Regions from separate parts of the Sus scrofa genome. Here regions 1, 2 and 4 are each linked to region 3. The links are chromatin contacts, called in public Hi-C, HiChIP or PLAC-seq and promoter capture Hi-C maps. All regions are on one chromosome and are shown on one strand. The core of a region is the stretch at or near the end of the contact, and the rest is flanking DNA. Distances in the headings are between cores, read along the strand shown.

Region 1 (7,115 bases), core at 449-2,948, 210 kb before region 3:
CATTCCACAGATCCACTACATCTAGCAGTTGGTGACCTGATAACAGAAAAGACTTAGAAGAGTGAATTGAAGAGACCAGGAGAAGGAAGCTGAGAGTAGGAAAAGGATCATGTACTGGGCTGAGATAGAACCTTGGGGCAGCTGCTTTTGGGTCCGTGTTTTGGGATGCTTCCCTTTGCTGTCTGAATCCGGGCTCACTGAATGGCTGGAGAATAAGTTGGGGGTGGGTGGTAACAGGGAACTCAGGAGGCAGGCGTAGATGTGGTCTGAAACTCATTTCCTCGGCTCCGCTCTTACCTTCATGCTTTGGTTTGGAGTTCTAATGGGGGCACGGGTAGGTTTCTTGTTTGGCGTGGGGAGAGGTCAATCCTAATTTGTACAGTGTGGCTGATTCTCAAGTAGAAATTTTTAGTTTCACTTCAGTGTCCCCTCTTCCATCTGAAACTGCTACGCTCAGTTGCTTTGTGGTACCCTGGTTTATGGGTGGCTTTCCGTTTTCCTTAATGAACCATACCTGGCGTACTGGTTGCCTACCTCAGGTAGGAAGATGTCATCTCCTGTAGGGGGCAGAGTCTCAAAAGAAAAAGGCCAGAACTTGTTGAGCAAAACCTCTGAATGTTTTTGCAATTTCTTGGGAGGCTGTTCATTTTATCAAAGATTATTATAGCAGATGGAACTTAAAATTGATCTATGTTTCTCACAAACACAGTTAATCTAAACCAGCTGTTTATTCATTTAGTAACTTGGGTCCCCAAACTTTTCAACCTCATAAAAACACACGTTCAGTAAAAAAGCTGGTTGCATAGCATGTTTACCTTCCAAACGGTCAAAAAGTCCAGCAGATTGTTTTCAGTTGAACCTTGGCTTTATCGGGCGTTTGTGGGAAAGCTAATTCGCAATATTTCACCATTTAAGTGCGCCTCTTTAGAGTACGAGTGTTTATGTCCACTTAGTGTCCCCCCACCCCCGCCTTTAAATATTTGTGATGCATAAACTTTAAAAGTGGGAGACTGTACCGAGCCGCTCTTTATCATGATGTCATTCAGCTGCTATTCAGGGGAGCCACAAATGTTGGCTTTTAAATCTACAAAATAGTGCAGTTGGCCTCATTTCACTAAATTCTATCTGTAGGTGAAGAATTTTCTGTATCCTTTTTTAAAACTTAAAGAGCCCCTGAAGAGAAAATGGACCCCGACCATCCCCAAATGCCTGAGGTTATGGTTTGGAAAATACATGCTTGTGCGTAAGTGTGTATTTCTTAACATGTGCTTGGACTTTTTATAGTTGTATTTGATTATGTGTGGTTTGTTGCATGGCTTTGTCTCTAGCTCCATGGCCGTCCCGTGCTAGGAAACCCAGCTACAGTGGTCGTCTTGCTGTTCTGGTCTGTTCCTCCCTTGGTCATTCATGGCTCCAGGCCCTTTCTCTTCGCCATTCCTTCTTCCTGAGACCATGCCTTTGAAAGTTAAGTTCTTCCATTCATTTACTGTAGGAGCCCAAAAGTCAAGTGCACCTGGACAAGTCAGTGCTTGGAGAAAGCCGACGTGGTCCCTGCCCTCATGGCACTTGCAGTCCCCCAGAGAAGACGTCAGTGGAATCATCACCCTCACTGATGCCAAATGGCAGCTGTGAGCCGAGCTGTGGAAGTGAGGTCCTCATGTCAGATTAGAGAGCTGCCAGGGGTGGTGCAAAGTGGAACTCTATGAAATTGCAGGCATTCGGTCATTTTTGACCTACGCAAAAGCACTGTTTGATAAGGCTGAACTACATGTTCGACCCTGAATCACAGAAGGTTCTTGGGCAGAGAAGCACGTGAGGAAAGTGGTATTTAAGGACAATTAATTTACTGGTGCTTTAGTCAGCCTTGCAGAAACCACCTCTGTAAGCAGAAAATGAGGAATGCTTCTTTAATGAAGTCATTGGTTGGGATTCAAAATTATGTTTGGCAGTGGGGCATCTGTGGTGTTAAAATATTAATGCTAAAACAAATGACTATGCAGCTTATTAAAATATTTATGGAGTATGTACCTGTAAGTGGTTCTAAATGAGGTCGTTCACAAAATGCAGTATAAATTGAATTATAAGGCAGGAGCCTGGTTTTCTTCAGGAATTAGACATGTATACATATCTATTTCCTCTCAATTGATACATGGTTTTCTTGGCCCTGGTACATAGGGATATTTTTTCCTGTAATTTCCCAGCAATCAAGAAACCTAGCAATTGAGTATTATGATAAAAGGGCCCTGGGCCTTGTTTATAGATGCTACTAGAGATGCAAAGCTCACATGTTACTGCTTTGTAATCTGGAAGTGAAATCAGACAGCCCAGGTCACTGTTCCTGACTCTGAACTGAAATTGAAAATGTTAGCAGAAGAGACAGCAAGAAAAACAGCCAGCTGAGGGGATCCCCTCCACCATTTCACACTGTCAGTTTTTATGGTTGTTTTACTCCTTTGGCTGCTGTTTAACCTCTTGGGACTGCTGTTGGTAATTATGTCTCTCTGGCATTAAGAGCTTTTTGCTCCCCACCCCCGCCCCCCGCCACCCCGAGGCTTTGGGAGGGGTAAACCCAAGGGGTTTGGGTGGGGGGGGGGAGTTTTGCTGTGAATTCTTCAGCCATTTAGTGCAAATTCCTGTAATTACCGGCATTGTGTCCTCTCTGAATGGCACATAATACAGCAGAAGCCATTCCTAATTGAGACCTTACAGGAGGTACAAATCCTCTCTTTGTTCAGCCTGACAAATTAGTGCCAGAAAGTGGCAGGGTCCGAGTGGGAATCAAAGGCAAGAAACACAAAGATGGAACTTAAGGCTACAGTAATAACCCTCTCTTGTCCCGAAGGGAAAAAAGGAATGACCAATGAAAAATGAAGTTTTTTTTTTTTTTTTTTTTTTTTTTTTGTTATAAATTCCCTTGACATGACAGCACCTCGGGGCTGCTTTATTTATTTAGCAAAAGTGATTAAATAGTAATACAACAGGGCTGCCCATTGTTTCCCTGGGTGCCCCCACCTCACAGACCCCTGCTGCCTCGGCTAATTGATTGACAATGAACCTCTGATAAAGAAGTATGTGGTTAGGACCTGAGGTGGGAGGGGGAGCCTTTTCCCCCTTCTCTTTGTCTGAGTGTGTGTGTGTGTGTGTGTGTGTGAGATTTCATTTTTGTTTGAATTGCACTCTAGTTTTTCTTTGCCCCACCCCTCCTTTTCCCTTCTCTCCCCTTGCTTTTTTTTCTTTTTTTTTTTTCTTTTTTTTCCCTCCCAGAGCTTTTCAGCAGTGGCTCCCGGCTGACATTCACAAACAGGTAGTGAGGAATTTGGGTTGTAGAGTAGGCTTTTGACAAGTTTATCTTTGGAGCGAACTTCCTTCTCTCCCCCTGCTCCATTTAAGGCAGAACAGTGGTTGTGAGAAGACAGAAAGGGGGAAGCAGACTGATTATTGGTGCTCAGAAAAGTGGGTTTTTTTTGCTTTTTTTTTTTTTTTAAGTTTCTCATTTGTGGTAACAGACGTCTAAAACTAGTCTTTCAACTGAGATTCCTCTCTTCAGTTCCTTACTCAGCTTTTTTAAAAAATCTGTGCATTTAATAACATTTACATGTGGGTGGGTGGGGTTGTGGAATAAGACATAAAAAATTGAATTATTTAATCTTACTCGGTTCCTGAGAAGCCAGGATTGATTATTTTAGGATAGAATCTGGCTGCTTATGGTACAACTCAGCACCCCAAGATGCTGTACATTGTGGGAAGATGACCAAAGGCCTCTAGGCAGATAATTAATAGCCCCTGGTTATATATGCTCAACTAGCTAAGCTGAAGCTAAATCCCTAATTTAACTCTGTTACAGCTGCAAAAACAAATCATTTCAAGCCCCTATGAAAGCAAAATATATTAAACAAACAGTATCGACCTTGTTAAAACCACATGGCATTTCGTGTGATAAATGAGGGCGTCTTTCTGGCAAAGGCCTATTTTATGACATCATTTAGACCTAAAGGATACCTTCACCCTGGTAATACAAGCATTCCCGATAGAAAGTATGGAGTGGTTAATTATTCATTAAATAGCTGCGAGTCTGGAAGTAAGCAATATTTCTGCGTTGGGCATAGTTACTTATTGGCTTCCCAGCAAATCATGCAGAATGCAAATCTGAAGAAAAAAGAGAAATTGAATTTGGGAGCTGATTATGCACGTGCATATAGGTAAAGACAGAGCTGTAGGTTTTTAAGTGCCAAGGAAGAAAGTTATATACCTTATAACATATGCTCTTGAAAAAGCAGATTCTAGAGTAGTCAAAATCTGTTTTGAGTCCCACATGAAAAATTAGGGGTTCCTCCAGTAGCCAAAGTGCCAGCTCTGCTAAGGAAATGAGAGACAGAAATAAAATGAAATTGACTTTCTTTGGTATTTCCACTTCCAATCTTCTACTATTATTTTCAAATTTGTCTCATACTTATTAGGAATGGTAATACAGTGAGATTTATTTGACTTAGGGTAGCCAATTAGAGGAGACAAAACAATTAAGGAAGATTCAGCTATGCCCCTCAAAACATAGAGTTTGGATAAATGAAAATTATTTAGTCCTTTGTTGCCTTCTCATTTCATATTGTCTATTTTGGTTTCGAGTGTATTTTATTACCTCTCAGAGAAGAAGGGGGTTTTTTGGGTGTGTGCTGAAGGGCTAGGCTTTATTTCCTCAGTCTCGAATGTGACCATGGAGGGGTTGCTGATGGTAAAATCCTTAAGTGGAGTTTTAGTGGTTTATTTCACGAGGGTTTATTAAACCCCTCATGTACGCCACACACATGCTCCACCAGGCACCTCGGGATGTGCAAGTAGAAGTGAGGTGCAGGCTGTGCTCCTCTCAGATGTATAAAACACCTACCCCCCAAAGTATGTGGGGGGCTGGATGGGACTGGGAGACAAAGGGGTCAAGCAGTCATGGCCACTGGATTGAATACCCCTCCGTCCATGTCTGTGGTCCTGTCAGAGGATCCGTGTTATAGAGAACTTGAAAGCTAAAGTGCTAAAGCGGTGTCTGTCCTCACTCCCCCATTTTAAACTTTGTCCTCATATTTCCTACAGATTTAAACTCCAGAAAAATCTTCGTAGCTTTTACCACTATCAAAGGTAAAACTTGAATTTCTGTCGTGTGCTCCTTATGCAGTAGGTGTGATGGGAGATACAAAAGAAGCATAGATGCGGCCTGGCCCCCAGGACTTTATAGTCTGGTTGAGAATATGCACAAGAGAAAATGAGGGATGAATGGACAGTTCAGTCAGATGCACACTATGTAGCACTTAATGTTCAGAAAAGGCCTTGGCAGAACCTTTAAGATGGAGATACTTGGGTTTTATAGTTGCATTGTTTTGTGAGTGGTGAATGATTGGCAGCTTTACCCAAGGATTGCTGACTAGAACGTTGTCAATGAAAGTACATGATAATAGTGAGCAGCGGCATGCTTAAATAATTAAGAGCGAGGACTCTGGAATCAGACTGGCTGAATTTCTACATCTGCTATTCACGTGACTGAGTAAATTACTTAACCTCTCTCCACCTCCATTTAAAATCTCAGATGTGAGAATAACATCTACCTCTTCAGTTTATGGTAAAAAATAAGTTAAAAGGGCTGGAAACAGTGCCTGGCACATAGTAAGTGCTGTATAAGGATTAGCTATTTTTTAGTATTTGCCCACATAGGTCAATAATAACCTGGATAGGAGTTCCTGTCATGGCAAAGTAGGAATGAATCTGACTAGGAACCATGAGGTTGCAGGTTCGATCCCTGGCCTCGCTCAATGGGTTAAGGATCCAGTGTTGCCATGAGCTGTGGCGTAGGTCGCAGACTCGGCTCGGATCCTTCGTTGCTGTGGCTGTGGGGTAGGCCGGCAGCTGTAGTTCCAATTAGACCCCTACCTAGCCTGGGAAACTCCATATGCCGTGAATGCGGTCCTAAAAAAAGCAAAAAAAAAAAAAAAAAAAAATTACCTGGATAAAGGTATCCATAGGCATACTTATCAAATTTGCAGCTATCTCAAAACTAGTTTGTACAAATAATATGTTGACTGATAGAATTAAAATTTTGAAACAAGCTGGAAGAGTAGACCAAACAAGGTGAGATTTAGTAGGGATTCATAGATAGTCCTATACTTACATTCAGAAAATTAACTGCAAAGACTTGATCTAACAGTTCATGTGGGCATACAAATGAGGCCATGGGAAAGCCAGCATTTGTACTGCTGTGGCTACATCAAAAGCATTCACAAAACAGGTCCAGAAGGAAGAGATCACATCCTCACTGGGGCCAGACCACATCTGAAAATTTCAGTTCTGGATGCTGCTCTGGAAGAACAAACACCACATCTCTTGACCCTTGATAGGAGGGTGAAGGACGGAGAACCATGCCATGCAAATGTTACCTAGACTGGGGAGGACGAGAGTCTCGTCTCCACATTATTGGAAGGCTGCCACTTAGAAAATAGACTTCCTCTGTGTAATTCCATTGGAGCAAAGTAACAGAAATGCCCAGAGTATGATGAATTTCCCTTACTTAAAAAGATCTGATGGCCATGGGTGAAAATGAGTGGCAAGAGCCCTGGCCAGGGAGGCTGGAAGAACTAGAATTTTGACCTCAAGACCAGTCACTTGTCTGAGCTATGTTTTTCTCCTCTGCAGGATGAAGGGATTTATTAATTCAGCCCTTCTGCAAATATTTATTGAAGTCCTACTATGTTCTGAGCACAGTGCTTGATGTGTAGTGAAAAGATAATCCCATTATGTGTCCTCAACAAACCTTGAAAGTTGGAAGCCAATTAAATAAGTAATTATTGCACATAGTTGAACTCAAGGACTTTGAGTTCCCTTCTAACACTTCCATCTGTCTGGGATATTTTAGAGGGGACAGCTTTGCTCTGTATGGCCCCTTTTATGTCTCATTCTCTGGTTCTTTGAATGTCTATAGAAGATTAGAGAAAATTAGATTAATGTGGTCCTGCATTTAAACCTCATTTAATAAGTAATACCTTTTTCCTTTGGGCAAGAGAATTTAAACCAGTAGAAATATCGCTTGACTGAGAAGACAAGAGATGGGATTTTTTTTTTTTTTTTTTTTTTTTTTT
Region 2 (7,155 bases), core at 2,651-5,150, 210 kb after region 3:
TAAGAACCACAACAAAACACTTAAATTCCGACGAAATTCACTTTGAGAGTTAACTCTTATACAGCTTGCTTCCCTCTTCATGTACATCTCGATCATTTCACTAAAACTTTTAAAAAACAGAAACAAAAGATAATTGAGGCAGTTCAATAACTTCCTGTCACAAACTCGTATCTCTCACTCAAATGAAATCTTTCATTTAAAGACATAAAGCTGGCGGGTGGGGGGATGTGCTGGGTGTGTGGGATAGAAATACCTTAAAACTGGATTGTGACGATCATTGTACAACTATAAATGTAATAAATTCATCAAGTAATTAAAAAAAGAAATAAAGGCATGACAATTCTTTTACTTCTAAAGGTCACATAAGATCTAAAAATAACATCAGCTCACTAATTGCTTAACAGGTACATCCAAATGATTTAAAAGAATGAAGATCTTTATGCACTGACACAAACCAAATACTAAGCCATATGAAGTGAAGATATAGGAGTGTATACAGCACACTACCATTTGTAAAATAAAAAGGGGGTTGGGGAGGAGAGCACAAACATATTTGCTTGTGTATAAACAGAGTATCTCTGAAAGGACACATAAGAAATTGGTAACACTTGGATGACTGGGGGGTGGGGGTAAAACCCAGGACTTTTTGCCCGTTTATATTTTACATTTTGAATTACGGAGAATCTGAATGAACTTACTAAAAAATAAAATTGGAAATATAAAAACATAATGCTCCTTTCTTCCATCTTCATCAAGTGTGATTTCTTTTCTTTGACTGCTTATATATTCTGCCTTATTAGTTATTATGTCCCCCAAAGTTCCTTGAGGGTAGAAACACAACAGTGTAGTTCATCTTTGGATTCACTGCAGTTTCTGGCCCATTTGTTGAGCACTTGAACCAGGCATTTAATATGTTTCCACTTATATTTAATTCCCACATTTGTATGAGACAGATACTATACACTTACAACCAAGGAACCTCAGGTATGGAGAAGAAACTTGCCCAAGCTTCCACAGCTAGGAAGTTAAAGCTTAAAAATGAATAGCTGTCATTAACTGAATCCCCAAGGAAGTCCTATAATTCTCTCTCAATCCTACAAAGTAGCTGGTATTATTCTAATTTAACAGATAAGGAAACTAAGGCTGAGAGGGGTCCAGACCTCCGGTAAGTCCCAAAATTCCTTGAGTGTAGGCACAAAATAGCAGAGGCCTAGCAGGATTCAAACCCAGGCCTGTGATTCCAAACCCAATACTCTTTCCATTAACTACATTCTCTGTCACAGTAAGTGCTAACAAATTGTGTCACAAGTGATAATGCAAAAATGAGTATACAGGAGTAAGATTCTTTCATTTTTTTCCATTCCCTATCTACTATATCCTTAAATTCAGATTTGGGCTCTAACTCAATAAAGGAGAGGTCACTGGAAGTGACACTATACACAAGAAAGATATGCTTACAAGATTAGGTCTCAGGGTGGCTATAAACAAGTCTATTTAACTACACCTGGTAAGATATTTATAGAATAAATGAAATTATAAATTTCAGTGATACATTTTAAGCATTAGATTACAAGTAAATCATTTTTTTCTACTGTGTAAAAAAGGTAGAAAGATTTTTCAAATGAAGTAAAGTGGGGGATATATATTTGGTTTTACTATTACCAAAACAAAATTCAATATCTAAGATTGAAAGACAAAATAAAGCTACTTCTCTATGAAGAAACATTTTCTATTAATCAGATCTAATCAATAATATAAATTTCAGAAAGGAGAAAAAGGAAGGTGCTATTTTATGAATCAGGTTTCTAAGTTTCCTTAGGTCCTTATGCGGCGGAAAAAAAATTCAAAAGGGGTAACACTGAAATTTTAAATTTCATAAGAAGTGTCCCTTTAACATTTTTCAATCTGTGTCAGACTCAATGCTTTTCTAAATATGTCCATTAAAAAGAAAGAAAAAAGGTTTAAGCAGATTTAACTGTAATTTTTGCTAGCCCCTGGAAGGGAACAAAAGTACAACTTAGTACCAAGCTACAAATGAATATTCAAATATTAAAGAATACACAAGTTTGAATCTAACCTGAGATTGCTAAGAATTACAGATTATGAATTTATAAATAAAATTTAAAAGATCTTTTGGATAAGACTGAAGAAAAAAGCCCATCGGAAAACATTTTTTAAAACTTTCACAAAATCAGAGTCATTGTCTCTCTAAAGGGAAAAAAATTCTTCCCAAGTTATGCGGATTTGCAGAAAAATTCTTAAGGAAAACCAGTAATCTACAGTATCATCAATCCTATAATTTCCTCAGTGTTTGGAAATAAAACATCTTTCCAATCCTATGGGAAAACTCTTTATTATATCTTCTTAATCAAGTTTCTTGGCAATGACAAAATGTTAATGTGGTTTTTTAAAGACTTGCAATACAGCAAGGCAGGTTTTGCAAAAGTGACTTGGATAGAGAAAATCAGAAGACAGTGCTTCTACTAACAATATTTATTCCTAACAAGAAACCTTGTATCAATCACAATTCTATCACACTGTGACAGATATTTTGAAAACAAATCCGAGCTCGTCTTTTGTACCACCTAAAATAACCATTTTGGCTTTACTTTCAAATTAGGAAATGAGTGTAAAAGATTTCAATAGCTGGCGACGAAAAGCATCTTTTATACTTAACTTTAAGAAGGCAGAAATGAAGCAAGCTAAGGCTAGCACGAAATTCTAACTTCTCAAGAAGGGAAGTAAGACAAACTTAAATAGGTCATATCTCTGGTCCTTTAAAAATTGTCTTTTAATCTTTGATGTGTCAATGACTTTTCTGCTGTCCCTTTTCCCTAACAGGCAAAGAAAAAATAAATCTTGTGGTTTAAATTATTGTCGGTCTGAGGCTGGGGTTACCTAGTACAGGAGACAGATAATGGATACTTTTAGATACCTATTTTTAGAATTAGTATTAACCAATCTCTTATTTGCGTGAGAAACACGGTAGGGGTTCGAGGGTAGATCTTGAAGACCCAACGCCAAAGGCACGTCAGGCCAAAAAAAAAAAAAAAAAAGTGATGTAAAACAAAAGTACATCGCCTAATATTCGTTTCAACGAAGTGTTTCAGAATGATAGCTCTCAAGTGAGCATTAACCTTATTGAAAAGGGTTAAAACCGAAACTTGTTCTCAAACATCAGCTTCCCTTTTACAAGATCCCAACAGTTTTTAAAAAGTTATTACAAATATGTTTTTCTTAGCACCCCCTTCCTCCCCCAAAGAATGCATTTCCATGACTACTAACTTAAAAAAAAAAAAAAGAGGGTGAGCAAAGAGTCAAAAATTATCTTAAAAAGCGCGAGTTCTCATCGCCTCATCTAAGCAGAAAAGCACAGAAAACAGCATTTTCCCAGTGGGGTGGGAGCCGAGGGAAAAGGCGTGAATAAAATACAGTACGAGAGGAAACCTTGGGTTTCGAACTTTATTGCACAAAGAGAGTGGAGAGGAGAGTAGGTCAGACGCAGCAGCGCTTCCCCTCGCGAAGCGGGCATGGCAGACACGGAGGCGACCAGGAAGGCAGGCACCTTCACCTCCTCTGCCCTCAACTGTCGCCTTCTTCCTCCTCCACCCCCCGCGGGCACCCCGGCGCGCTGCCCCGGCGGACAGCGGGCCGGGTCAGGCTGGGCCGGGGGCGAGGCGGGCGGCGGGGGCCGGCGAGCGGCGCGGTGGGCATTGCCGGGCCGGGCCGGGCCCGCGGGCGGCCTCCCCCGGGGCGACTCCGGGCTCCGGGCTCCCGGCTCCGCGCCCGGCCCGGCGGCGGCGGCGGCGGCGGCGGGAACGCGGGCGCCAGCTTTCCGCGGCCGGCCGCCCGCACACACCCCCGGCCGCCGGCTCCCACCCCGCCCGCCGCCCCCCGCCATGAGCGCCGCCGCTGGCTGCAGGCAGAGTCGCTGCCGCCCCGGCCGCCGCTGGCTCCAGTCCGCCGCCATTATTCTTTGTTCGCTGCGAGCGGCGGCGATGGTGTGGGGCTCGGGCGGAGGCTCCATCTTTACCGCGGCCCCTCCTGCGAGGGGAAGGCCCCGAGCGCGGGTGTCCGGCGCCTCCCCGTCCCCCCTCCGTCCCCCCGGCTCTCTCCGGCTCCTGCCTCCTCCTCCTGCTCCTCTTACCGGTGGTACAAGCTCCTCCGTCACTGCTTTCGTTCGCGGCCCGGATCTCGCTGGAGTTTTATTCTCTCCCCCACGTAACACACCGCGTCAAACTACACCTCCGCCGCGTCACTCACCAACACTCCGCTTCTCCCAGCCGCCCGGGCCACAGGCAGCAGCAGCCGCCGCCGACTGAGGACTCGCAGCCAGGGAGCCAGCCAGCGCCGCCCAGTGCCGAGTGCGCAGCGGCCGCGCACGGAAACAGCCGAGCTCGGCCCGGTGGAGCTCGAGCGGCCCCGCCCTCCGCTCTGGAGGCGGAACTTGCCGAAGACCTTCGGGTTCCCTCGGGCGCGGCGGAGGGGTTCCGCGGGATGAGGGAAGGAGAAGGTGGGCTGGGGCGGGCGGCAGGGTGGGGAGGAGTGGTCTACGTCTCCTCGCTGGGTATAGACGGATAAAACCGGCTGCGGAAATTTGCAGGAAGAAGTTGGGCTTGTGTGTGGCCGGGTGGGGAATTCCCGAGGGGTGTCGACGGCTTGTTGGAAACCCCCGCGCCGGCTGCCTTTCGGCGGTAAGCGGCGGGTTCTAGGGCGGCTACGGCGAGCCGGGTCTGGGCTTCGGAGCACCGCCGGCTCGGGGACTTTCAGACGCTGCCGGGACGAGGGTGACGCAGCTCCGGGTCCGCAGTCCTGCGAGGCGGGGAGGAAGGCTGCTGCGGCTCTGCGGTCGCCCCTGACCCCTGGGGCCTCGGCCGGGCGATGGGCCTCAAGGCCGCGGCGCTGACCCGGTCCTGCCCACGGGCGTCGTGGGTCCTGGTGGGGAGGGTTTTCCCTCTCTGTGGGCAGGCTGGCTGGCTCTGCTCTGAGAATCCAGTGAGAAACCTGGCGGCCGCCAGTGGGGCTATTCTGTTTCGGGGGGCAGAAGCTCTGGGACTTCGCGCGCCTGGCGGGGTTTAGCGCGGCAGCGAGGGTGGCCAGGCCCGTCGGTCACATCTTTGGCCTCCTAGCTATGACCTGCTCTGACCGAGGTTGCTCTTTAACACTCTCGGAATGTCTTCCCTTCCTCCCCGCCCCGCCCCGCACCATCCCGTGTCGCTGTCTTTTCACAACCCGTTTTCTCCGGCGCTGGTTTGCACCCGCTGCACCCTTTTCTTCGCCACCTACTCCCTCTCTAAACCGGCAGCGTGACTTCCGTTGCCGTTGCCTCGAAGCTACTGAAACTGCTCTCGCAGAGGTCACCCGAGACCATGATACTGACTTTCCATTATCCTTTTTTTTATTGAAACCGGCAGTTCTCTCCCCGGGGTTTCATGTCTGTTATAGCTCTTTCTGGCTCTTAAAGCAAACATCTTTCAGGAAGCAAGAGAGTATCCAAATCTAGGCCCCGCCCCGTACTGACTTCCTGTGAGAGTTCCCTAGCCTGGTACTCTAGAGCCCCTCCTGCACTCTCTTTGGGCTGAAGAATACTCCCCTTTCCTTGCGTTATTGTCAACCTTTCCTTCTCTATTGGCATTTCTGTCTAGTACTTGAACGAGGCTAAGTCTCTCATTTCTTTAAGATACCTCTCCTTAACTCCCTCTCCACACGCAATTGTCTCTTATCCCATGGGCGTTCTCTCATGTCCCACTCCTCTCCAGTCTAGCTTCTGTTGTTACCACACCCTTGAAGCAGCTCTGAATTTTCCCAGACAAGCGTCAGTCATCATCTTCAAGACCTCATTCTGGCATTTTTATACGATTGCCCATTCTCTCCTCCAAATGTGCTCTTCCCTCCACTCTTATAGTTTTTCCTTTTACCTCTTTTTTTTTTTTTTTTTTTTTTTTTAAACAGACAGCCTCTCCTTTAGCCACCTCCTCAATACGGCAATCCTGCTAAGCTGAGCACTCTTCTTGAGACCCACCATACGCACTTTCCTAGAGATCTCATCCTTTTCCAGTATCTTCAAATGCCCTCTGCCAAAAACTGTCCAACTCATACTCAAGCTGAGATCTTGCTCTTGAGCTGTAGATTCATGTTTCTAACTGCCTTTGCTACACTTTGATCTGGGTGACTGGGGCATGTCAGACTCAACCTGTATATCATATTCCTTCCAAACTCTCCTTCCATAGCCTTTGGATCAGTAAAGGGTATCCTATCCATCTACTCTCTTCAGAAACCTAAGAGGAGTTCCCATCGTGGTGCAGTGGTTAACGAATCCGACTAGGAACCATGAGGTTGCGGGTTCCATCCCTGGCCTTGCTCAGTGGGTTAAGGATCCGGCGTTGCCATGAGCTGTGGTGTAGATCGCAGACGCGGCTTGGATCCTGCGTTGCTGTGGCTCTGGCGTAGGCCGGTGGCTCCAATTAGACCCCTAGCCTGGGACTCTCCATATGCCGAGAGAGTGGCCCTAGAAAAGCCAAAAAAAAAAAAAAGCAAAAAACCTAAGATACCTCTGACACACATCAGAATCATTTAGACCACCTTAAAAAAATTCGATTTGTGGCTTCTCTCCATTCTTATGACCACTTTTTCGTTGCACTCAAGTCTAAGCTAAGCTACCTTTATCTCTTGCTTGGTCTTTGTAGGACCACCCAGGTCCTACAAAATTGCTCTTGGCTTATTCTAATCTATTTGCCGTACTGTAGCCAAAGCAGTATTATTAAACAGATACAGATCTGGCCAAGTCACTACCCTGCTTGATTCCCTCCAGTAACTTCCTTTTGCTCACTGAACACAATCTTAAATCCTTATCCTGGAGACCAGGCCCTCCATTATCTTTTCAGCCTCCTAGCTCTCTGTACTCCAGTCATATTAGTCTTTTTTAGTTTTTCCAGACTCTTCTCTCTTCTTCCCTACTGTAGGCACTCACCTCAAAATATTTATACATGCTATTCTAGTTCCCTTGGGATTCTTTTCTGTCACCCATTCCTCCTATCTAACTGTAACAACACTTTCTTTTCCGATTCATCATACTTGTAATTATTTGTTTAATGTCCATGTAAGGTCTGTGCAGGTTGGGACCGTGTCTGTCTTGTTCACCACCAGTATTTCTCC
Region 3 (7,273 bases), core at 4,537-7,036:
GTATCCAAACTGGAAGAGAAGAGGTAAAATTGTCACTATATGTAGAAGACATGATACTATATGTGGAAAACCCTAAGGACTCTACACAAAAACTACTTGAACTGATCAGTGAATTCAGCAAAGTAGCAGGATACAAGATTAACATTCAAAAATCAGTTGCATTTCTGTATACTAACAATGAAATATTAGAAAAGGAATATAAAAATATAATACCTTTTAAAATCACTCCCCCCAAAAATTAAATACCTAGGAATAAACCTGTCCTAGGAGGTGAAAGGCTTACATGCTGAGAACTATGAAACATTAATCAAGGAAATTAAAGAGGATTCAAAGAAATGGAAAGATATTCCATGCTCCTGGGTTAGAAAATTAATACTGTAAAAATGGCCATACTACCCAAAGCAATCTACAGATTCAATGCAATCCCTATCAAATTACCCATGACATTTTTCACAGAACCAGGGCAAACAATCCAAAAATTTATATTGAACCATAAAAGACCCAGAATTGCTAAAGCAATTCTGAGGAACAAAAACCAAGCAGGAGGCATAATTCTCCCAGACTTCAGACAATACTACAAAGCTACAGTAATCAAGACAATGTGGTCCTGGTATAAAAACAGACATAGGAGATCAGTAGAGCAGAATAGAGGACCCAGAAATAAACCCAGACACCTATGGTCAATTAATCTTCAACAAAGGAGGCAAGAATATAAAATGGGAAAAAGATAGTCTCTTCAGCAAGTGGTGCTGGGAAAAATGGACAGCTGCATGTGAATCAATGAAACTAGAACACACCCTCACACCATGCACAAAAACAAACTCAAAGTGGCTTAAAGAGGGAGTTCCCATCGTGGCTCAGCAGTTAACAAACCTGACTAGGACCCATGAGGACACAGGTTTGATCCCTGGCCTCACTCAGTGGGTTAAGGATCTGGCATTGCCATGAGCTGCAGTGTGGGTTGCAGACACAGCTCAGACCCTGCATTGCTGTGGCGGTGGCGTAGGCTGGCCGCTGTGGCTCTGATTTGACCCTAGCCTGGGAACTTCCATATGCTGCAGGTGTGGCCCGAAAAACACATACACACACACACACACACGCAAAAATGGCTTAAAGACTTAAACGTAAGACAAGACACCATAAAACTCCTAGTAGAGAATACAGGCAAAACATTCCCTGACATTAACTGTACAAATGTTTTCTTAGATCAGCCTATCAAAGCAACAAAATAAAAACGAAAATAAACCAGTGGGACCTAATCAAACTTCCAAGCTTTTGCATAGCAAAGAAAACCATAAAAAAAAAAAAAAAAAAGACAACCTACAGAATGGGAGAAAATAGTTTCAAAGGATGCAACTAACCAGGGCTTAATCTCCAAAACAGGCAAACAACTCAAAAAACTCAACAGCAAAAAAACAAAACAAAACAAAATCAAACAAACAAAAAAACCCAATTGAAAAATGGGCAGAAGATGTGAATAGACATTTCTCCAAAGAAGACATATAGATGACCAACAGGCACATGAAAAATGCTCAACATCACTAATTATTAGAGAAATGTCAACCAAAACTACAATGAGGTACCACTTCACACCAGTCAGAATGGCCATGATTAGTAAATCTACAAATAATAAATGCTGGAGAGGGTGTGGAGAAAAGGGAATCCTCCTAAGCTGCTGGTGGGAATGTAAAGTGGTACAACCACTATGGAAAACAGTATAGAGGTACCTCAAAAACCTAAACATAGAACTACCATATGATCCAGCAATCCCACTTCTGGGCATATATCTGGACAAATCTTTCATTGAAAAAATACAGAAGTTCCCGTCGTGGCTCAGTGGTTAATGAATCCGACTAGGAACCATGAGGTTGTGGTTTCGATCCCTGGGCTTGATCTGGCGTTGCTGTGAGCTGTGGTGTAGGTCACAGCCATGGCTCAGATCCTGTGTTGCTGTGGCTCTGGTGTAGGCCTGTGGCTACAGCTCCAATTAGACCCCTAGCCTGGGAACCTCCATATGCTGCAGGAGCAGCCCAAGAAAGGGCAAAAAGAAGAAAGAAAGAAAGAAAGAAAGAAAGAAAGAAAGAAAGAAAGAAAGAAAGAAAGAAAGAAAGAAAGAAAGAGAGAAAGAAAGAGAGAAAGCAAGCAAGCAAGCAAGAAAGGAAGAAAGCAAGAAAGCAAGAAAGCAAGAAAAGAAGGAAGGAAGGAAGGAAAGAAAGAAGGAAGGAAAGAAAGAAAGAAAGAAGGAAAGAAGGAAAGAAGGAAGGAAGGAAGGCAGGAAAGAAAGAAAGAAAGAAAGAAAAAGATACATGCACCCCTGTGTTCACTGCAGCACTATTCACAATAGCCAGGACATGGACCTGAAAAAACCTAAATGTCTGTCGACAGATAAATGGATTAAGATGTGGTGTATCTGCACAATGGAATATGACTCAGCCATAAAAAAGAACAAAATAATGCCATTTGCAGCAACGTGTATGGAACTAGAGACTCTCAGACTAAGTGAAGTTAAGTCAGAAAGAGAAAGACAAATACCATACGATATTACTTATATCTGGAATCTAATATATGGCACAAATGAACCTATCTCCAGAAAAGAAACAAACTCTTAGCCATGGAGAACTGACTTGTGGTTCCCAAGGGGGAGGAGGAGGGAGTGGGATGGACTGTAATTTGGGGTTAGTAGATGCAAACTATTGCATTTGGAGTGGGTAAGCAAGGAAGTCCTGCTGTATAGCACAGATAACTATAATCACTTGTGATGGAATGTGATGGAGGATAATGTGAGAAAAAGAACGTATGTATACGTATAACTGAGTCACTTTGCCGTACAGCAGAAATTGACAGCATTGTAAATCAACTATAATAAAAAAAAATTTTTTAATGTGTCTTTAAAAATAATTCAGTGTTTTCCAGTTTGTTAAACAATAAGTATGACTCAGGAGAAAATTTTGATTTCCATCCTTTCCATGGACTAAATGTGTAACTTCAAGCAAGTCATTATGGTGCCAGTTCCATCTGATTGTTGTGAGGAGTAAATGAGCTAACTCAAATGAATTATTTAGCACCCCGCCTAATACATGTTCAACAGCATATTTTAAACTGCCTTTAAAGTGAAGTAATAGATGTAAAAAAGCAAAAGTCCAAGTGATACAAAAAGCTATACAATGCAAAATAAATTTCTTTTGGCAACATCTTCCCTCTGTTATTACTCCTATTATTAGAGATGTCCAAGCAAAAATAACACTTCCCTGTTGATTATAAAGAGAGAGGTTTTTCAGACGAGGAGATAACATCCTTTGAGTCAGAACCAAGTGAAATAACACAAGTATTCTGGCTAAATGCCAGCATGAGTGATTAACATTCTCCAACTTCAAATAATTTTTATTATTAGCCAACACTTGTCCATCCCCAATAATACACACGTTGCATAAAGACCACAGAATGAGGCAGCCTCTCTTGGCATGTTCACAATCTGTGCATACTTTCCACTGAGGGTTTCCCTTTCTTTTTGATTGCTATTCCATAGCTTTTCAACTCCCACTACTTTCAACTCTGGGTTGTTTGCTGACACTAAGTGCCAAGTAGTTCCAAAAAACAAACAAACAAACAAAAATATGGGAGCACCTGTAGAATTTCAGGAAATGAAAGAGGTAAGGTACATTCTAAACATGTTTATTAAGAGTTTTGTTGTTTGTGAAGCAACTGATATTTCTTTCTTTTAACTCTGAGGCTGGGATTGATACACATATTCTGCATTATTTTTCACAAAGCAGGAGAGAGGGGACCATTCTGAAACAGTCTCTCAGTCTGTGTAGATGGGACCAGGACACAAGAACGACAATCGGCGCGGTCTATCTCAACCCTTTTTTAGTCCAGTCCTGAGTCCTTCAAGAACTCAGGCCCTCTGGCCTTTTTTCCGCCTTCTTCCCAGTCGAAGGAAGGGGTGGGGGAGCGGGAAACAATTCAAACTCTCTTTGTAAGCGTGTGAATGAATTTCAAGAATGCTAAACACCTCAGTCTTCCAACCTAATTAGAACATGTAGAAAAGAGGCATTTTTAGGACATTAAAAACTTGCAGCATAATAACCCATCTGAAGAGCGCCACTGTGCGTCCCAGCGGTCGGGGCGCCCAGCAGGTCTTCCCGCGGGCTCTGGCTGTTCTGTGAGCCCCGGATCCCCGGCGGCGCGCTAGTGCGTGGCTAAGCAGCGGGCAGCCCCGGGGGGGCCGGCGCCTAGCCCATCACAGAGCCTGGAGCCAGTGTTGCTTCTCTCTGCGGGCGACTTGGGAACTGCCTGGACTTTTTAACCCGATAAACTGATAAAGGACTAACCTGTCTCGAGTCTTCCTAAGAGAAAGAAAATCACTTTCCTGTCGCAACAGTAAGATTTTGTTACGAAATGCAAAAGTAAAGGTTAAAGCCTGGGAGCTAACCAGTAGCATAATGGCGGGGGTGGGGTGGGGGGAGAGTGGTGGCTGTTAAAACTGTGGATGCAGCAGCCCAAATATCTCGGTTCAAATCCCAGGTTTGCCATTTGAGCGCCTACTCTATGCCAGGCGCTCAGAATACCGAGCTTCCCAAGATTGTCTAGGTTGTGGCTTTCCTGGGGGTTGCTATTATTAGCTTGGTTGCCTTGGTCAAGTTTCTAAACCTCTTGTTTGTTCACCTGTAAGGAGTGCCTGCCTCATAGAATTGTTGTAAGGATCTGAGACACCCTGTATTAAGATATGAACGATTAACACGCTGTCCGACACACAATAGGGGCTCAGGAAGCGTTTGTTCTCTCAACTTAAGCTCACCTGGTATGAGGACAACGCAGAGAGGAGACAGGTGCCACAGTTAAAAGTGATTCTTTGAGCAGTTCTTTTAAACAAGCGCTGGACTCTAAGGATGCTTAGCTGGAGAGAGGAGACCTGGTAGGGGCCCTGGAAGCAAGGGTTCGTAAGCTAGACCATTACAGAAAAGTGGACAAGGCACGGGTGGGCGCCACTAGAGAACTCGGGAGGGACTTCGAGCTAGGGTTTCCCGCCCCGGGTCTCAAGAAGGCGAAATTAGCATTTGCCCCGCCCCCACTGCTTCCCGGCCCGCGATTGGCCCGCACTCCTCAGCGGCCCGCTCGGGGAGGGGGCAGGAGGGCGCCCGAAGAGAGGCCGATCCCGCGGGGCAGTGGGCGGGGACGCGCGGAGAGCGTGGCGGGGCGGCCCACCAACCGAGCTCCAGCTCAAAGGGGCGGGGTCGGGGCGGAGCCTCCTGGCGGGCATTAGAAGCAGGTGACCCGGGCGGGGCGCAAGAGGCCAGTCCAGCCTGCGGCCGCAAGTGCACTACAGCCGTCGTCGCCGCCGCGCGCCGTTGAGTACCCGCCAGAGGTGGGCGAAAGGGTGCTAGAGCGCGGAGGAGGAGCCGAGTCCCGCACGTCCCGGGAGCGCCGCCACCGCCCCCAGGAATCAGCTGGAGCGCGGAGCCCCCTGCAGGGGAGGAGGCGAGCGGCGGGCGGGACGCGGCGGCGGGCGCGCACCATGCAGTCCTGGCGGAGCCAACACCAGCTGCTGGCGGTACTGTGAGGCCGCGGAAGCCCCCGGTCGCCGCACACCGCCTTCCTTTTGCCCAGGTGCTGCCAGGCGCGCTCGCCCTTGGTGGACCCTGGTGGAAGGCACGGCCGACCCCAGCCCTGTCCCGCTCGGATCATGCAGGGGGCCCCGGAGAAGGAGAGGGCGAGTGACCGGTCTGTGGCGACCTCGTTCAGCGGGCGACCGCCTCTCTAAGACACCCCCACCTGCTGCCATGTGCTGCCTCGGGTACCCAGCTTATCGCCAAACTTTCTCGATGCCAGCTCGGTTCAAAGTCGCGTTTCTGAGCTAAGAGCCCCAGGGACGGAGGATTCAGGCTGGCGACTGACTATCTGCTTCTCACGGGATCCTTCGAGGTGAGAGTACGCGCCTTCTCCTCCTCCCAGTTGTTTTCCCTGCCCTTCTGCCCTTTTCCAGAGGGCTGAGCGCTCTGACCTCGGGGTACAGCGTGGAAGGCCGGGCGGAAAGGGAGGCGGGATGAGAGGCGGGGAGTCTGTAGTTTGGTTTCTGGAGGTGGAGGGAAGGGAAGGGAAAGAGGTTAACTTAGAGATCTGGAGACTGCTCGCGAGGACTAAGCCATTGACGCCCCTCTCCTTGGCAGTGGCAGCAATCTTTCTTCTCCCCCACCTTCTTTTTTAAAGAGTACTTTCCCTGGAATCGGAGCCTTAACTGTCCCTCCTCAGCCCTATCCAGCGAAGAGCTGAGCTCTCCCTGCGGAGGCAGCGCCCTCCCGGAACAGTTTATCTTTGGACGGATTTCTTTAAAAGAAAGAGAAACCAACAGGTTGCCAGCCCCGGCGCCACACAAGTCTGCAGAGAGGGAAGCACGGTCCTGGTTTCCCCTGCCTGAGCTGGCCCCGCTTGGGCTGCGGGAGGAGAGGGGAGGGAGGGGGCTATGGCTCGGCCTGACCCGTCCGCGCCGCCTTCGCTGCTGCTGCTGCTCTTGGCGCAGCTGGCGGGCCGGGCGACGGCCGCTTCCAAGGCGCCGGTGTGCCAGGAAATCACAGTGCCTATGTGCCGCGGCATCGGCTACAACCTGACGCACATGCCCAACCAGTTCAACCACGACACGCAGGACGAGGCGGGCCTCGAGGTGCACCAGTTCTGGCCGTTGGTGGAGATCCACTGCTCGCCGGACCTGCGCTTCTTCCTGTGCTCCATGTACACGCCCATCTGCCTGCCCGACTACCACAAGCCGCTGCCGCCGTGCCGCTCGGTGTGCGAGCGCGCCAAGGCCGGCTGCTCGCCGCTCATGCGCCAGTACGGCTTTGCCTGGCCGGAACGCATGAGCTGCGACCGCCTCCCGGTGCTGGGCCGCGACGCCGAGGTCCTGTGCATGGATTACAACCGCAGCGAGGCCACCACGGCGCCCCCCAGGCCCTTCCCGGCCAAGCCCACCCTCTCAGGCCCTCCGGGGGCGCCGGCCTCAGGGAGCGACTGCGTCGCCGGGGGCCCGTCGGTGTGCAAGTGCCGCGAGCCCTTCGTGCCCATTCTGAAGGAGTCGCACCCCCTTTACAACAAAGTGCGGACGGGCCAGGTACCCAACTGCGCGGTACCCTGCTACCAGCCGTCCTTTAGCCCGGACGAGCGCACGTTCGCCACCTTCTGGATCGGCCTGTGGTCTGTGCTGTGCTTCATCTCCACTTCCACCACGGTGGCCACCTTCTTAATAGACATGGAACGCTTCCGCTACCCTGAGCGCCCCATC
Region 4 (6,664 bases), core at 41-2,540, 180 kb before region 3:
TGGAACACAGGTTGAGGAAAACTGAACTAGATTATCTGTACCAGTTCTTGTTATTCTAAGATTATGGTCTCCTCTGTGTTATTCTGATGCTTTTTCTTCCTTTAACAAAAACGAAAGTCCTCACGCCACATTCTCCTCCTTTTCAAATTGCTATCTATTGTCCCACATTCCCTTTGCCCCATTGTTTTATTACCCTGGGCTATTTTTGCGAGGGAACGTACCAGGACACTGTTCCAGAACCTCTTGGAATTACGCAAACCTCAACAACATTTGAGAATTTTGCTTTTAAGAGGTAGCTGTCACTAGCATGACAAAAGACATATTATGTTCAAATCTGTATTAGTGGTGCTTAATGTTCAAATCAATTGACAAATATATTTTCAGATACATCTATGTATCTAGCAGACTGATCACTACTAGTTTGTAGATAATTACAACCTGAGTAGGCTCTTTTCTCCAACTCCTCCTGAGAGAGAGATGGGGTAGGGAAACCTGGTTCTTCCTGGACCACCTGCTTCTCAACGCTCATGAATCACGCACCAGAGCCACTTCACAAACTGTGACAAAACCACGGTCACACACAGAATTGAGTTCTTATAGCTTACACCATTCTAAGTTAAAAGAGCTATGGAAAGAAACCGGTTTATGTAATAATACTAATGTTATTAATAAATATTAAATATTATTCAGTACAATACTAACAGGCCAGTAGGTTTGAAAAGTGAACTGTCAACCCTGTACAAATCGTGTCTAATGTGAATGGAGTGGGATCACGGAAAAGAATGCCAACCTAAACCATTCACTTTTTGAAAGGGAAGAATATTGGGCTTATCCATTGGCATCTATGAGCTGAGTTTTCATCTCAGAAACAGCACTGAGGCTTTGATGTTTTTCATACTTTGGTAGGCAAGAAGTACGATGGTAGCTCTTAGCTCTTCGGTAGAAGGTATTTGGTATTCAAATATAACTCATAAAATATTTTGGTTAATAAGAAAATTTCTCTCACATCAACTTTATCATTTAAGAATATCATTGGTTCCCTTCCCTGAGTAACTATATATTTTTTTAAAAAGCTTTTTTAATTACAGTTGAGTTTGAAAGTAGAATGCTCAGGCTAGTCTGGAGGGTCATTTCAAACTTATCCCTACTGATTGCCTATTTTGCAAAAATAGCCTTTAATATTTGCTGCACTTTGAGTTCTCTCAAAAATTCCCTCATCCATGTAGTGGATGGTTCTCAACCAGCGAGCATGTGCTCAGCCTCACTGCCCAAAATGGCTCAACAGGGCAGAGATTTATTTGTTCACATACTCAGGCAGCTGAGGTCACAATGGGCTGTGTATTCTTAACACTAGTTAATAACTTTGCCAAGCAGAGCCTTAGGCATTATTGAAACTAGCTGTTTTTGTTTTCAGTAATTTCAGCTTATGAATGCTGATGTGGGTAGCTGCCGGCCCATTTGCCTCGCTGCTTTTACCATCTCTGTAAAAGACTTTTTTTTTTTTTTTTTTTTTTCCCCATTCGGGCTTAAGCACCACCTGAAGAGAGAAGCCTTTTAAGGCCTGGGAGACTGGCCAGTGCCCTTTGTCCTGTTCACCTACTAAAAGGTAGCATTGTTAACCTAATTCAGCCGGGCCCTGGCTCAGTATAAACACTCCTCAATAGAGGCAGAAAGACTAATTGAATTGTACAATACATCATTCTTCAGCAACAGTTTCAAGTGGATTGTACTTCATTTTCCAGAACACCGTCCATTTTTTCCTCATTTAAGATATTTAAACATAGCAAATATTTAACCATGATAAACAAGATGTTTGAACCCAATTCTGTATTTCCTGGCTGAACTGTGAGCTACATGAGGACAGGGCCCTGCCTGTTGTGGTCTCCACTGAATGCCAGATGCCTGCTATAGTGTCTGCCATGTATGCACCTGCATCTGTAGACCTCAAAATGAGACATTATTTAGCCCTGTCAGCTGTTATTTCATCTGGTTAAATAGTCGAAGGTTTTGGCTAATTCTCTGTGCCTCTTTGTGAGCTGGATTTGCAGACTGTAAACTTCATTAACTCCTAACTCTTTAACTCTGCAGGATCCCAGAGCATCACACAACAGAACAGGTACCTCAGAAAAACTGCTTATAAATATAAGGGGGAAAAGTGACAGTTTTTTTTTTGGGCGGGGGTAGGGGGACACAGGCTACACCCATGGCATTCGGAAGTTCCCAGGCCAGGGATCAAACCCACACGCCCAAGAGTTCCCATTCTGGCTTAGAGGGTTAAGAACCCAACATAGTGTCTCCGAAGATGTGGGTTCGATCTCTGGCCTCCCTCAGTGGGTTAAAGATCTGGGATTGAAGCAAGCTGCAGCATAGGTCTCAGATACAGCTTGGATCCAGCATTGCTGTGGCGTAGGCCTGCAGCTCCGATTCAACCCCTAGCCCAGATGCCACAGGTGTGTCCATAAAAAGAAAAGAGGAAAAGAAAAAAACAAAACAAAATGAAAAAAAGCCCCGCACCGCAGCAACCCTAGCCACAGCAGTGTCAATGCCAGGTTCTTTGCCCACTGAGCCACGAGGGAACTCAAAAAAATGACTTTTATTAGAAGAAAACATTGATCCTTTTTTTTTTTTTGCATTTCTTTTATAAGCACTTTATACATATGAAAATATTGAATTTCATAAATGTGTTTTTAATCAACATACAATAGCCATACATTTAGTTATCACATGTACATACCAATAGGTTTTTGTGTTGTGTCTGCTTGTTGTACTCTCTTCTGTCCTGTCCTTGTCCACCAAGTGAATTTCTGTTTATCTTTCTAGATCTTGAGCCAGTGCCACCTGCTTTCCCAGGCCTGCCCTGGCTCCTAGCTCCCTTTTCTCCCCATTATGGTCGATGACTTCTTCCTTTAAGCTACAAGTGGACCTAACCCATATTCCTTTTGTGGTAAATGACAGGCTATGTGCTACATGTATTTTTAAAATTAATTGTCTATTATTCTCAAGTGAGTTCCATGAGGATAGGGAGTGTGTACTATTTATCTTAATACTCTTCTCAGAGTATGGAACATTGGATTTTTGTTTTTTTGGGTTTTTTTAAAATTTTTTTTTATAAGCAAAGTTGTTTGTTTTTGTTTCTGTTGGATTCCAGTCTTAGTCCCAGTTCTGGAGAGGTTTTGGTGGAAACTTAGTGGAGAAGTTTTGCCTTTCATAAATAGAAACTGAGCCAACTCTGCATATCACTTAGCCAGTCTATGTCCTCGGTATTGGTGAATTGTTTTATAAAGATCCCCAGATTATCTACAGATTGTGCATTATTTAAGCTGCATTGGGTTTCAACTATTTTTACTGATGACAATAACATTTTTAAATCAGCTTTCATATTCTTGATGTTTACTACCAGAAGGGGCTGTGAAGTTGGATGGATATATTGGCCAGAGTCGGCCCAAGCTCAGAGCTGTTCTAAAAGGAGCAACTCTTTTCTGTCCACTAAATTGTGTTTTAGCGTGTTTCTGTGCACATTGTTCTGCATATGATAGCCTTTTCTTTTGGGCGGGGAGAATAGATCCTTTTTATTCTTTTTGAATTTTGTAATATGTGCATGGTTTATCTATTTTTTTAAAGTGGCTACTCTTAGTAAGTGTTATGGAGTATATATACATATATATGCAATATATATAGTTTTTTCAATCAGCATTACTATTAAGAGTCTTAATGAATTCCTTTTGCTTTTTATTTTGAAATAATTATGGATTCATGGGAAGTTGCATAGATAATATAATACAGACCAGGGAGGTCCTGTGCATTTCTCACTCACTTTCTCCACTGTTTATATCTTAAATAATTATAGTACAATACTTAAAAAACCCCACACAAGCAGGAAATTTATATTGGTATGCTGGGCCCATGTAGTTCTGTGTCATTTTATCACAAGTGTAGATTTGTGTAATCACATAATCAACATACAGAATTAATAAATTCCTTTCAATGCCCAGGTTACTTTTACCAGTTGGGTTTCTGGAAGAGAGGAAGAAAAGGCACATTTTCTAATTTAGCTAAACTATGGGCTTTTTCATTGGGCTCTGTCCAGAACCTAGTATTACTCTGCTATTTAAGCTATGGTTCCTGGTTGGAGGAGGTGTAGAGAGTGGGTGACTGGACAGCACTAACTGAGAAAGTTTCTTTTGTAGGTGTCTAAGCAGGCCAAAGAGTTTCTGGAATACGTGTTCGAGGAGCCCCTGATCGACATCCAGCAGGAGAACCCCATGCTGTATGGACATGCTGAGCCGCTGGCCACTGTGGTGCGGCTGCGGCAACGGCTGAAATCGCTGCGAGCCTATTTGTTCAGCTGCCGGGCGGCGGTGGCCGAGGATCTGCGCCGCAGGTAAGAGTCATAAATGTCAGCAGGCTCCAGTTTGTTTTTCTTTCCCGCCCCAGGCGGGTAGTTAGATGATCTCCAAGGGCCTCTACAGCGCCAAGCGTCTCGAATTCTGTGGCTCTCCCTCTGGGCTCAACTTTGACTTTTTCCTCCAAGGTCCTCTATCCAGCTGAGCCAAGCACAGTGAAAATAATATCTCAGCGTCACTGAAGGCTTTTAACTCATGGATCGAGTTCCCATGGCAGTGAAGACTTCTCAATACCTATAGGTTAACTTGAGATAATAGTCATGGGAGTGTCTTCATCAATCACTTATGTAGAGCTTTACATTTTCCTCGATTTCAGTTGCTATTATCATCAGGAAAAAATGAACATGGTTGAGATTTTTTTTAATTAAAAACTTTTTTTTCAATGGAAAATAAGTAGGTGGCCATTCAAATCTTGTTTTCCAGACAGAAAAAAACTTGGAAAGTGATGCACATGGTAGAACTGGGATTAAAATGCATTAAAAAAAAAAAAAAAAAAAAACCATGAAAAGGGCCAGGATTCTGCCTTTTTATATTACCATTGGCACAGGCTGCTTTTCCATAGCTTGGTTATCTCAGAGTTTATGGAACACAGAAGTCCATACCAGGCCCAGATCCTCAACATAAAGCTGAAGTGAAAATGTGCCTGTTCTCATCAAATTCCTTCTTTTACAGTTAGGTTTTACTGGCATTTAAATCCTCACCCTCAGCATATATGAACTAGCTTATACTTGAAATAATTGTTGATGATGTTCGTAAGTTCCCAAACATACCTTTTAATTTTTTTTAATAGAAATTGAAAAGCATACGTTAGTCATAGTTTTTGGAGGCAAGCCTGTGTGAATAAGAACCTTGGAAAGTGATACCGTTTGCTATTTGAAATCCAATTAAGAGCCAAAGAAACTGACAAAACCCCAGGCATCTGAAGAAGACCGTTTTAAAAAGAACTAAATGTAGATAGTGAAGGATACATAATATCTAGACAAGCTCTCATAAAATAATAATGAAAAGGCAGCTGCCATAAAGCAAAATATTTCTCAGTGGTAGTCATTGTATTACCTAGTTGTTTTGCAGAAAGCACTAGAAAGTGGTCAGGATTTATCCTTGTAAAGTCTAGGCAAGTCTTAATTTTAAAAAATCAGGGCAATAAAGAAAGGCAATAAAATTATATGTCTCAAACTAATACACCGACTAAACCAGAAACAAGATTGTTAACATTCAAGATATGTTTGTTCTATTACTTTCAGTACATTTTGGCTTTGGTCAGAGCTGGTTTTTCCTGTGCTTACATTTTTAAATAATATTAAAAACCTACACATGGGAATCATGTTAGGTACCTTTCTGATATAATGTTTTACTTTGATGAAATATGCCAAATCAGGGCACACATTTAGATATTAAATAGCGGATCTTCTCTTCATGTGGATGAGTCAGACAACCTATGCTGTTCTAGCGGTGGTGGTTTTCTTATGTCAGACCCCCCAGGAGAGGAGTGAAAGTTCTAGAGAGAAGGCATTCCTAGAGCTGTGAGAATGAAAATGGTAGCCTTTTTTCCCTTTTCCTTCATTTTTCTTTCCTGGACTTTTTCATGACCATTATGTAGTGTAGCGGCTGGCACAAGGTGGGTGTTCAGTCAGTACTGAATTGGTAGTGGTTAGCAGGAGAGATGGGTGGTGGATGGATGTCTATTAGACTTAAGACATTTCAGACCACTAAACCATGGCTAGCAGCCCAGTTTTGAGGAAGAAGTCATCTTCAGATTCCTCTTTTTCTTACTTCGCTATGTCACTTGGCACAATGTTTGACTTGAAACATTTAGAAGTTGTTGAATGAATGAACAAATGAACTAAAGAACAATTGAATCAGTCAAAAAAAGATTTAGTTGGTTTTGTTTCTGGGATAAGTCTCAAATCTTTCCTTTTCTAGTGCACTGCCCTGGTTCAGTCTCAGGACGATTATAATATCCTTCTAACTAGTCTGTCTCACTTGGGTTTCTTTCCTCTTCAGTTGGACCTTAACATCAGACAAATTATTAAAGCACAAGTATGGATGTAAATCCAGGAGTGGGTTTGCTGGATCATATAGCAATTCTATTTTAAGGTTTTTGAGAAACTTCCATACTGTTTTCCATAGTGACTGTACCAATTTACATTCCTGCCAACAGTATAGGAAATTTCCATTTTCTTCATACCCTCCCCAGCATTTATTTGTAAACCTTTTAATGATGGCCATTCTGACTGGTATGGCGTGGTACCTCATAGTAG

The links. Promoter capture Hi-C pulls out the DNA fragments that hold promoters and counts their contacts. A called contact is a pair of places that touch in the nucleus more often than the background predicts. HiChIP or PLAC-seq counts read pairs in DNA pulled down with a chosen protein or histone mark.
Region 1: a promoter capture Hi-C map of liver shows a contact between it and region 3, with 13 times the contacts expected there. The contact joins the enhancer-like site here to the promoter of FZD5 in region 3. A contact is called at or near these places in 4 of 5 promoter capture datasets (fetal liver, fetal skeletal muscle and liver), 19 of 47 Hi-C or Micro-C datasets (alveolar macrophages, brain, embryonic fibroblasts and 11 more) and 2 of 2 datasets of contacts at active chromatin or transcription factors (alveolar macrophages and skeletal muscle).
Region 2: an H3K27ac HiChIP or PLAC-seq map of skeletal muscle shows a contact between it and region 3. The contact joins the promoter of LOC102167165 here to the promoter of FZD5 in region 3. A contact is called at or near these places in 1 of 5 promoter capture datasets (liver), 1 of 47 Hi-C or Micro-C datasets (skeletal muscle) and 2 of 2 datasets of contacts at active chromatin or transcription factors (alveolar macrophages and skeletal muscle).
Region 4: a contact with region 3 is called in a Hi-C map of liver, with 6 times the contacts expected there. The contact joins the enhancer-like site here to the promoter of FZD5 in region 3. A contact is called at or near these places in 1 of 5 promoter capture datasets (liver), 4 of 47 Hi-C or Micro-C datasets (embryonic fibroblasts, fetal heart ventricle, fibroblasts and 1 more) and 2 of 2 datasets of contacts at active chromatin or transcription factors (alveolar macrophages and skeletal muscle).

What each region holds. Positions count from the first base shown.
Region 1 is chr15:111,124,689-111,131,803 of Sscrofa11.1, reverse strand. All of the region lies in intron 3 of PLEKHM3 (pleckstrin homology domain-containing family M member 3), which reads left to right. Among named protein-coding and RNA genes, the nearest start is that of PLEKHM3, 58 kb to the left of the region's middle. Within about 2 kb of position 1,698, at least 18 of the 83 cell types and tissues checked have an H3K27ac peak or open chromatin away from gene starts, as enhancers often do. A contact at or near this core is called in epiblast stem cells, fetal liver, liver and 1 more, where this site is marked.
Region 2 is chr15:110,702,769-110,709,923 of Sscrofa11.1, reverse strand. LOC102167165 reads left to right here and starts at 3,900. Exons shown (of 3, transcript XM_021074736.1): 1 at 3,900-4,098; 2 at 4,160-4,513. The coding sequence starts at 3,900. CREB1 (cyclic AMP-responsive element-binding protein 1) reads right to left here and starts at 4,376. Exons shown (of 9, transcript XR_002339130.1): 1 at 4,148-4,376.
Region 3 is chr15:110,919,375-110,926,647 of Sscrofa11.1, reverse strand. FZD5 (frizzled-5) reads left to right here and starts at 5,786. Exons shown (of 2, transcript XR_002339431.1): 1 at 5,786-5,922. It overlaps LOC110257173 (a long non-coding RNA gene), which reads right to left and starts at 5,177. Exons shown (of 3, transcript XR_002339433.1): 1 at 4,799-5,177.
Region 4 is chr15:111,092,502-111,099,165 of Sscrofa11.1, reverse strand. It overlaps PLEKHM3 (pleckstrin homology domain-containing family M member 3), which reads left to right. Exons shown (of 8, transcript XM_021076249.1): 5 at 4,188-4,381. Among named protein-coding and RNA genes, the nearest start is that of PLEKHM3, 90 kb to the left of the region's middle. Within about 2 kb of position 1,290, at least 17 of the 83 cell types and tissues checked have an H3K27ac peak or open chromatin away from gene starts, as enhancers often do. A contact at or near this core is called in liver, where this site is marked.